2 separate regions of the Pan troglodytes genome follow, and region 1 is linked to region 2. Evidence: chromatin contacts called from public HiChIP or PLAC-seq data. All regions are on one chromosome and are shown on one strand. Each heading gives the region's core, a stretch centred on a gene start, on an enhancer-like site or on the middle of the called end of the contact. The rest is flanking DNA. Distances are from core to core; before and after follow the strand shown. Region 1 holds the start of CD24 (CD24 molecule). Region 2 holds the start of ATG5 (autophagy related 5).

The links. HiChIP or PLAC-seq counts read pairs in DNA pulled down with a chosen protein or histone mark.
Region 1: a contact with region 2 is called in an H3K4me3 HiChIP or PLAC-seq map of stem cell-derived excitatory neurons, with 4 times the contacts expected there. The contact joins the promoter of CD24 here to the promoter of ATG5 in region 2. A contact is called at or near these places in 1 of 7 Hi-C or Micro-C datasets (stem cell-derived neural progenitor cells) and 1 of 1 datasets of contacts at active chromatin or transcription factors (stem cell-derived excitatory neurons).

Annotation. Positions count from the first base shown.
Region 1 is chr5:118,885,469-118,890,306 of NHGRI_mPanTro3-v2.0_pri, reverse strand. It overlaps CD24 (CD24 molecule), which reads left to right and starts at 2,638. Exons shown (of 3, transcript XM_024357344.2): 1 at 2,638-2,969; 2 at 3,352-3,528. The coding sequence starts at 3,460.
Region 2 is chr5:118,237,128-118,241,945 of NHGRI_mPanTro3-v2.0_pri, reverse strand. ATG5 (autophagy related 5) reads left to right here and starts at 2,942. Exons shown (of 8, transcript XM_518659.7): 1 at 2,942-3,311.

The sequences.
Region 1 (4,838 bases), core at 1,389-3,888, 650 kb before region 2:
TCCACACATACATCAATTTATGCAATCAATCTGTTTCAAAATCATTCTATACCACACTTTCTCTATAAAATGGAAATTGGCCATGTGTCTCAACAAAAAGTTCAGGATAACTGGTAAGAGTCTCAATTTGTTAGTGGCGTGAGTTATTATTGGCTAAGGTTTTTTTTTTTTTTTTTTGAGACAGAGTCTTGCTCTGTCATCCAGGCTGGAGTGCAGTGGCATGATCTTGGGTCACTGCAACCTCCGCCTCCTGGGTTCAAGCGATTCTCCTGCCTCAGCCTCCCGAGTAGCTGGGACTACAGGCGTGTGCCACCATGCCCAGGTAATTTTTTGTATTTTTAGTAGAGATGGGGTTTCATCATGTTAGCCAGGATGGTCTCGATCTCCTGATCATGTGATCTGCCTGCCTCGGCCTCCCAAAGTGCTGGGATTATAGGCATGAGCCACTGCACCCAGCCGTGGCTCAGGTTTTATTAGCAAACAAACTATGAAAAACCAGGAGAAGTGGATAAAGAATAGGAAGAAAGAATCACAAACCAAAAGAACTGCAAAGGAAAAATCAGGCAGTTTTCTTGAGTTTCTAGCTGTACAGGAAAAGGGTAGGGTGGAGACCTGTAAAGAGAAGTATCTTACCTGTGTTGGGCCTCCAGTTGTCAAAGTCCTGGGCAACACCCCCGGTAGGATGCCCAGGGGGAACTCCTGGGCAGAGGTGAAGGGCTTTGCTATGTGAATTATCCAGTCTCATTAGCTGGTGATGAAATGGTTCACAAAGCACAGATTCTGAGTGCCTTGCCAGTTTTGGGAATTATTTGGAGACTGATATTCTTTCACGTATCACACAGTGGCAGAGAAGGTAATTACCTTCTGGTTGCTGGCACCTTCAGTGGAAGAGCAAATAAGTGAGAGCTGCTACTCTGAGGCAGGCAGTATTCTAACACTTATATATACAATAACTCTTTAATAACTAATTAGTAATGATGTTATTATCTCCATTTTATAGATGAAGGAACTGAGGCTTTTTGTCTCCAGCAAAATTAGCAGAGCCACGGTTTGAACTCTGGCAGTCTGTCTTTAGAGGCTGTCTTATCCTAGGAATACCACCAGTTAGTTCAACAAGCAGCTTGTGGAGGACATAGTATGTTCCTTGCCTTGGAACCCGGCACTCCTGAGTCACAAACAGTCCATTTTTTTCACCCGGAAAAGGAATGGAGAAGCTGGGCCAGACTATTTCTTTTTTCTTTTTTTTTGAGACAGAGTTTTGCTCTTGTTGCCCAGGCTGGAATGCAATGGCCTGATCTCTGCTCACTGCAACCTCCACCTCTCAGGTTCAAGCTATTCTCCTGCCTCAGCCTCCCAAGTAGCTGGGATTACAGGTATGAGCAACCATGCATGGCTAATTTTGGATTTTTAGTAGAGACTAGATTTTAGGTTTCACCATGTTGGTCAGGTTGGTCTGGAACTCCTGACCTCAGGTGATCAGCCCTCCTCAGCCTCCTAAAGTGCTGGGATTACAGGTGTGAGCCACCACGCCCGGCCAAAGTATTTCTATATAATGTGGTACGGTACACTGTTAAACAGGAAAGTCCACTGGTGCTCGACAGAAATTCTTGTGTTCCCAAGCACATCTTAAACGTGCTTGGAAAATTACTGAGCTAAAGTGACTGACCTTGAAGGCACAAACCGATTCAGTCACTATTCAGTCAACAGACCTACTGCAGATTTCATTGTCACTTTGCTTCCCTGAAACTTACTTTGTTTTAATGAGACTGCCACGCAAAAGTGAAATTTAAACAAATTTAGAATCTTACTACTCTGTGGTTTACTTTAAAGACCGAAAAATGCTTGGGCTAAACCTTAAATAAAAGTATTAAGTCTTGCAATTAAAAATTGAACCAAAAGTACTAACGAGAGTGTTCTGCAAAACTGAAATTTAAACAAATTTACAACCATACTAGGTTTGGTCTCTGCTGTTTGCTTTAAAGACTGAAAAACACTTGGGCTAAACCTTCAATAAAAAGATTAAGTCTTGCAATTAAAATTTAAACTCAAAATACTCCACCAGTAAAATTACTTCAACTTTTGTTGTATGCTTGAAAGTTTTCACAATAAGATGGATAGGAAAGAAGTATTCCACCAAAATCTAAAGAGTGATGACGAATCTCCTCTTTGTGCCGGTTCATTAAATTGCCTAATGGCAACTACGGATAAGTAAATGCCTTTATCTCGAACGGTTCTGCTCTTTAAACGAATGACGGGCAACAGAGACCGAAAAAGTGTATCCCCAGGAATTCGAGAGGGACGGTGAATTGTAGTGGGACCGCCAGGAGGGGAGGTTCCTGCCCCCGAGTAGAACCTGGGAGCAGAGCCGCTCGGGGAGGGCGGTGGGGGCTTCAGGGCCGCGGAGGGGGTCCCCTCAGGGTGGGCCGTCTCCTCCTCGCCCGCCGCAGGCAGGAGCGCGGGGGACCGAAACCCTGTAGTTTGCAGCGTCAGGCAGCGGGTCCGCGCCCAGCGAGCGGCTCCCCAGCTCCTGGGAGGATGCGGACCCGGGACGCCCCCGTGAGCTCACGGCGCCTGGCTGACACGAGGCGCTCACAGAACAAAGCAAGGGCTTCGGGGAGGGCGCGGCCGCGGGGCCGAGCGCGCAGATCGCTCCGGACCCGGACACCGCCTGCGAGGAGCGCCGACCAGGCGGGAAGGGTTCGCGCTAGGCGGCGCCCGGGTCCCGTCGGCCAGAGTGAGCGTCCGGCCCGCGTCCGCGCCACGCCCGCCGCGTTCGCCTTTCCTCTGCGGCGGGCCGAGAGATAACCCTGCCCGAGGGGTCCCGGCGCCCGCCCCCCACGCGGTCGCACTGGAATTCGCGGCCCCTCTCGGGTCCCCGGGGCGCATTTTGCAGTCTGGGTGGCAACGCACTTGCTCCAGGACCGGCGGCTACCCCGCCGCAGCGGAGGCGCGGACTTTTCTTTTGGGGGGTAAGATGGCAGGTCCCGGGAAACAAAGGAAACTTGGGCCCGGCCCCCAGCGCGGCGTGTGTGGCTCGCGTGTGTGCCCCGGGTCCTGTGTAGGAGTCGCTGGGCGCCTGTGCCAGCCTGCCCGCAGCCCGCAGCCGGCGCGGGGATACCAGCCGGGTACCAGCAGCCGGCGGCGCCCGCCCACCTGCAGCGGCGCCCGCCCGGGGGGCTCCCGGCCCGCGAGGGCCGGAGCGGCGGTGGCGGTGGCGGCGGCGGCGGCGGGGGCGCTGGGGAACCCGGAGCGGGGCGGGGAAGGCGGGGAGGCGGCGGGCGGCGGCGGAGGGGAGCCGGGGTGGGCGGGCGGCGCCACGTCACGGCTATTGTGGCTTTCCTGGTATATAAGGTCTCGCCGGCTCGCCGCGCTCCCCACCTTGCCTGCGCCCGCCCGGAGCCAGCGGTTCTCCAAGCACCCAGCATCCTGCTAGACGCGCCGCGCACCGACGGAGGGGACATGGGCAGAGCAATGGTGGCCAGGCTCGGGCTGGGGCTGCTGCTGCTGGCACTGCTCCTACCCACGCAGGTGAGGCCCTGGCGCCCGGCGGGGCTCGAGGGCCGTTCCCGGGGTGGGGGCAGGGGAGATGGACCCGGTCCCGGGGGACCGTCCTGCGCTTCTACCTCGGGCCACGGACAGGGACCGGGAGAGAATCTTGCTTAGCTGACCAGGGGAGAGGGCCATGTGGACCCCATTTTTCCATTCCCTTGCGTGCTTCCCCCTCCCCTCCCACGGCCCTGGGAACAATGCAGCTCCGCGTGCGGGCTGAGAGGACCCTGCCCCACCCCAGGTTCCACGCTGTCCCTTCCCAGGCAGCCAGGTGCCTACTTCCCACTTTCACCCAGAGGCCCGAGGTGCCTGCAGGGATTAGCGCCTGGAGAGCTCGGGCTCCCTGGGGACGTTGTCCCTGGGTCCCTGAGGACCCGCTTCCCCCTAGGAGGGTCTTCGCGCTCCCCGCGCTCTACACAAAGAGATGCGACGGTCCCTTTCGGGGAGGGCGGCTCACGCCCATCCTCCACCCTCGGAGTTGGATTGGGTATCCCGGAGAAGCTACGGCTATCTGGCCCTTTTTAAACAAACCCCGGTTCCGGGCTGAAGCCGAGGCGGGGACCCTCTCCTGACGCTGCGCTCTCTGCGATGCAACCTTTCACGTCCATCGCTTGTCATCTTAGGATCCCCATGTTATTTTAGCCCAGATTGGCTAGTTCTGGGGAGGCAGCATGGTGGGACGATTCTGTCCCGAGTCCCCGCCAGGCTTTGTCCAGGTCGCCGCTACCAGCGCGGTCTCCCTAGATCCTCCATCCGGGGAACCTCGCCCCGGGTGTGGGTACCTGGGGCCGCGCAGCGCTGCCTCGAGGGTGTATGGATGCACCGCGCCGGCGAGAGAGACCGGGGGCTGGGCCTGGGAGACCCTAGCGGGGGTGGGGGCGAAGAAGGTACGTTTGTTTGGGTCAGTTCGGGTTTGGAGGATGGGAGTGACGGCTCTCCAGCGCCTTCGATTGGGGTTAATCGAGGACTGTCTCTGGGGCTTCTCCCCCAAAGTTGGGCGCGCTGCGTCCTCCGTCCCCAGACATCGAAAGTCCGGGCTCACCTGGGAGTGCAGCCTGAGTGTGGAACGCGCTTCCCCACCGCTGGCGGGGTAACCGTACCCTATTGTCTTCCTCCCAGTCCGCTGCGCTCCCGAGCCTTCCTCAATTCTTTGATGGGGGAGGGGCGCGGCTGCGAGAAACCGGCCCCCTCCACTCCCCGCCCCATCTTCTCTCCGACCAGATTTTTTTCCTCCAACATTGTAAGTGAGAAGTTTTAATAATGCGAATAAATGTAGCTTGGGAGAGAAA
Region 2 (4,818 bases), core at 1,693-4,192:
GTGTACTTGACTTTTGTTGAAAAGAGGACTTTATAAACAAGTTCGCACGAATCAAAGGCTGCCTGAGAGTGCCGAGACCAGCTCGGTCCGGCAGACCCTAACCCAGCGGCGCTAGAGGAATTAAAGACACACACACAGAAATGAGCTGAGAGCCCCGAACAGAGATTTACCCACGTATTTATTAACAGCAAGCCAGTCATTAGCATTGTTTGTATAGATATTAAATTAACTAAAAGTATCCCTTACGGGAAAAGAAGGGATGGGCCGAATTAAAGGAATAGGTTGGGCTAGTTAACTGCATCAGGAGCATGTCCTTAAGGCACAAATCTCTCATGCTATTGTTTGTGGCTTAAGAATGCCTTTAAGCAGTTTTCCGCCCTGGGCAGGCCAGGTGTTCCTTGCCCTCATTCCGGTAAGCCCACAAGCTTCCAGCGTGGGCTTTATGGCCATCGTGAACTTCCAGCGTGGGCTTTATGGCCATCGTGAACACGTCACAGTGCTACAGAGATTTAGTTGATGGCCAGTTTTGGGGCCAGTTTATGGCCAGATTTTGGGGGTCTTGTTCCCAACAGAGAGTCACCCCCAATAAGCTAAAACTTGGAGGAAATGGTAAGGCCAACCAAAAAGAGCTCTTTAAAAGTTATCTTCATAGAAAAAAAATTAAAAATTTGCAGTGCCACTGATTTGGAGAAAAGGCATAATGTTCACAAATGGAAATGACAGAGACGAAACATAAAATTCCCTTTATTTCCAAATTTTTGCTCAAGGAGCATGATCATCATATAGAAACAAGTGTAACAACTATTTAATAGGAACGCTGATAACTGGACCATATCCAGAGGAGAGATACGGCATGTGAAGAATGGCTGAAAGAAATGACAATGTTTATCCCTGAGCGCATTACGGGGCACAAGAGCTACCTTTTCATATTGAAATGCTGTCTTTTAGAAGAAGAGTTAGTTATTTCTGTTGTATGTTGTAGATGGGTGAGGAAGAGAGAAGGACAAGGGGAGAAAGAAAGAAAACAGGGTCAATTTATAAAAATTACAGGAAGTTGAATTTTAAGTCAAATCAAGTAATCACCTTTCACCTATTGGGTTTCTTCATACATAGTTTCCCCCAAAACAATTTTTTTTTTTTTGAGACAAGGTCTCTCTCTGTCACCTAGACTGCAGTGATACAATCATAGCTCACTGCAACCTTGACCTCCTGGGCTCATGTAATCCTCCTTCCTCAACCACTGGAGTAGCTGGGACTGTAGGCGCATGCCACCACGCCCTCCTAATTTTTGTGTTTTTTGTAGAGATGTGGTCTTGCCATGTTGTGCAGGCTGGTCTTGAACTCCTGGGCTCAAGCTATCCTCTTACCTGGGCCTACCAAAGTGCTGGGATTACAGGCATGAGCCACTGTGCCTGGTCCCAACATTTTGTTAGGAAATAATTTTGAACACACAGCAAAGCTGAACAAATTTTACAGTGAATACCCATTTACAATGAACCTAGATTCTACCATCTAGATTCTACCATTATATTTTACCATTATATTCTACCATTATATTTTACTATATTTGGTTAATCACATATTTATCCATCTATACGCCCCTAAATCCATCTTATTTTTTAGATACATTTTAAAGGAAATTTTATATACTTTTGTCTGACACTGGGAAGGCAATGCACCTTAATCCCACAAGCTTTCTTACAGAGGCTAATAGCTGTTTACTGGGGACACTGTAGTGAGGATTTCTGCATTGAATAGGTGAAGAGGACCATAACTGTGGCTTTCAAACTTTTCTGACTGCTACCCTTACTAAGAAATGTATTTCCCATTCCTATCCAGTGTACACCACATACATACTGAAGTAAAAATTTTGGGACACAATATTTACCCTTTACATGTGTGAAGCATGCTGATATTTTCTATTTTATTTCATTTAAAAAGATGCTGGGCATGCTTCCCTAACTTGATTTAGATACCCACTAATGTACTGTAATTTACCATTTGAAAATCATTGTACTTAGTCCAACTCCAAGAAGATTTTTCTTTTTAAAAGAATCCTGTGGCTACTACTAGAATTTTCCTTACGTTCCCAATTATCAAGAACCTGTTTTGAGTCTCAGCACAGTACTTACTTAACATGCATGGCGTTAAGGCACGTGTAATTAAGAGAAAAACCTTAAATGCCTGCTAAGACTTCTGGATAGAGCCAATTCAAAGATTCTTTATTAGTAAGTTTACCAATTATTATTATTATTTTTTTGAGACGGAGTCTCGCTCTTTCGCCCAGGCGGGACTGCAGTGGCCCTATCTTGGCTCACTGCAAGCTCCACCTCCCGGGTTCACGCCATTCTCCTGCCTCAGCCTCTCCAGTAGCTGGGACTACAGAAGCCCGCCACCGCGCCCGGCTAATTTTTTTTGTATTTTTAGTAGAGACGGGGTTTCACCGTGTTAGCCATGATGGTCTCGATCTCCTGACCTCGTGATCCGCCCGCCTCGGCCTTCCAAAGTGCTGGGATTACAGGCGTGAGCCACCGCGCCCGGCCCCAATTATTTTTACAAAGAGTAAGATAAAGATATGTACTCTTGGATGGGTGGGAGGGTTCAGTGCTCATATAGTCTTCTGTTAAATTAGGTTATTAATGCCTGCGGTGGTTCCAACAAAGTAGAGAAGAAGATCAAATGAGAAAATGGATGGGAAAGTACTTTGAAAACTAAAGTTTTATTAATACTGTTGTGTGATGCCAGGAAGAAAGGGATGTTGCGATCAAGCTCTAGGGAGGCAGTGTTTCAGTATTTTAAAAACTGTTTTTGTGGAACTGTTAAGTTAACCTCCCCAAGCCCCAATAACTACGCTTTGACGCAAGATTCTCAGAAGAGGGTAGAAGCTATGAACTTGGAGAGGTTTGGTCCCGAGTTCAAGCGTACTGCCCCGTTGGCGCATGCTCAAGAGCGACTCGGGCCTCCTCGCTGGGTTGGGCAGAACACGGAGGGTGGAGTTCGGACCACGTGGGGTCTCGTGACGTCATCTCCGGGCGCCGAGGGTGACTGGACTTGTGGTGGGCTGCCAGGGCTCCGCAGCGTTGCCGGTTGTATTCGCTGGATACCAGAGGGCGGAAGTGCAGCAGGGTTCAGCTCCGACCTCCGCGCCGGTGCTTTTTGCGGCTGCGCGGGCTTCCTGGAGTCCTGCTACCGCGTCCCCGCAGGACAGTGTGTCAGGCGGGCAGCTTGCCCCGCCGCCCCACCGGAGCGCGGAATCTGGGCGTCCCCACCAGTGCGGGGAGCCGGAAGGAGGAGTCATAGCTTGGAGTAGGGTAGGTGTGTGTGTCCACCTTGTGTGAGGAAATTCCTAGAGGAGGAGGGCTGGGGAGGGGCCAGGTAGGTGTGGTAGGAAGGAGGGGTGAGTAGTTGCCTGGAGGAGCGCCCGCCCGGCCGCGATGGCGGGTGAAGGTGGTTCCTCCGGGCAAGGTGGAGTTGGCGAGACGCCGGCCCGGAGCCCTGGGGCCGGTTGGCGGGTGTGGCCTGCGGGGTCCCTCTTGGGGTACATGTCTGTTGCTTACTAAGGTAGGAAAGCGAGAGTCTAGTCGCAGGCTCTAGAGTTCAGTTCAGGACCTGCATTTTTTGTGGAACACAGTTATTTAAACCTTTATTGCACAGTGCAGTGTGAGTCTGTCCAAACTCGGTGGGTATGTCCTCCAAACAATTTATCTATTTACGATATTCCCTGTCTCAATAACAATATTTAGTGCTACCAAAGACATTTTCTGTTGGCAAGACTCTTTTACATACTTCATTTGTACTTTGGATTATTTAAAAATTATCCTGAACTTGAGGAACCTAGGAAACTATTGGTTCTAGATTTTTCTGAGGGGTGAGGAGGTACAGCCTGTCTTGAGCAATCAGAACCCGGAGACTTACCAGACAGTAGCTGAACTTCCAAAGCCTTCCAGAATTGGCTTGTTAAATTTCTGAGACCTTGAAACTGGATACTTGGCTCTGAACTGAACTATTTGTGATTTCCATAGAGGGAGTTTCTGGTTGAATTTTGAATTTGAAAATAACGATGTTGTGCTCAGGGTAGTAATTGAGAGGTATTTTACACCAGATTTAAGCCTGTGCTTTTATCTTCAAAGATATGCTACTTAAAATTGGGGGAAAGTGTACAGAATGGAACTGTATGGATATGGATTTTTAGAATAGTGCACACACCTCAAGTGTGTATTTATTTCATTAATTTCCCCCAAACTGAGTACCTCCTATGTGTTAGGCACTGGACAAAACAGTAAACAAAATAGTAAACAAAAGAATAAAAATCCCTGCCATCATGAAGTTCCACTTTGGGGATGGGGTGAGAAGACATTGATACAAAAATTAAGGTACAGTCTTTCCTGTCCCTCGGCATCTGTGGGAGATTGGTTCCAGGACCTCCCTTGGATACCAAAGTCCTCAAATGCTCAAGTCCCTGATATAAAATGGTGTAGTGTTTGCAGATAACCTATGCACATCCTCCTATCTTTAGTTCAACTCTGCATTATTTATAATGCGCAATACAACTTAAATGCTGTATAAATAGTTGTTATGGTGTATTGTTTAGGGAATAATGACAAAAAAGAGTCTATACATGTTCAGTACTGACTTTTTTTTCCTTCCCCGAATATTTTTTCATCCATGATTGGTTGAATACAAGGACGAAGAACCCATGGGTAGGAAGGGCCAACTGTGTACGTCAAGTGGCGGAAAGTGCTAGAGAAAAAAACCAAAGCAGTGCAGGGGTATAGGGAATGCCAAGAGATGGGAGTGGTGGCCATAGAAAAGATGGTA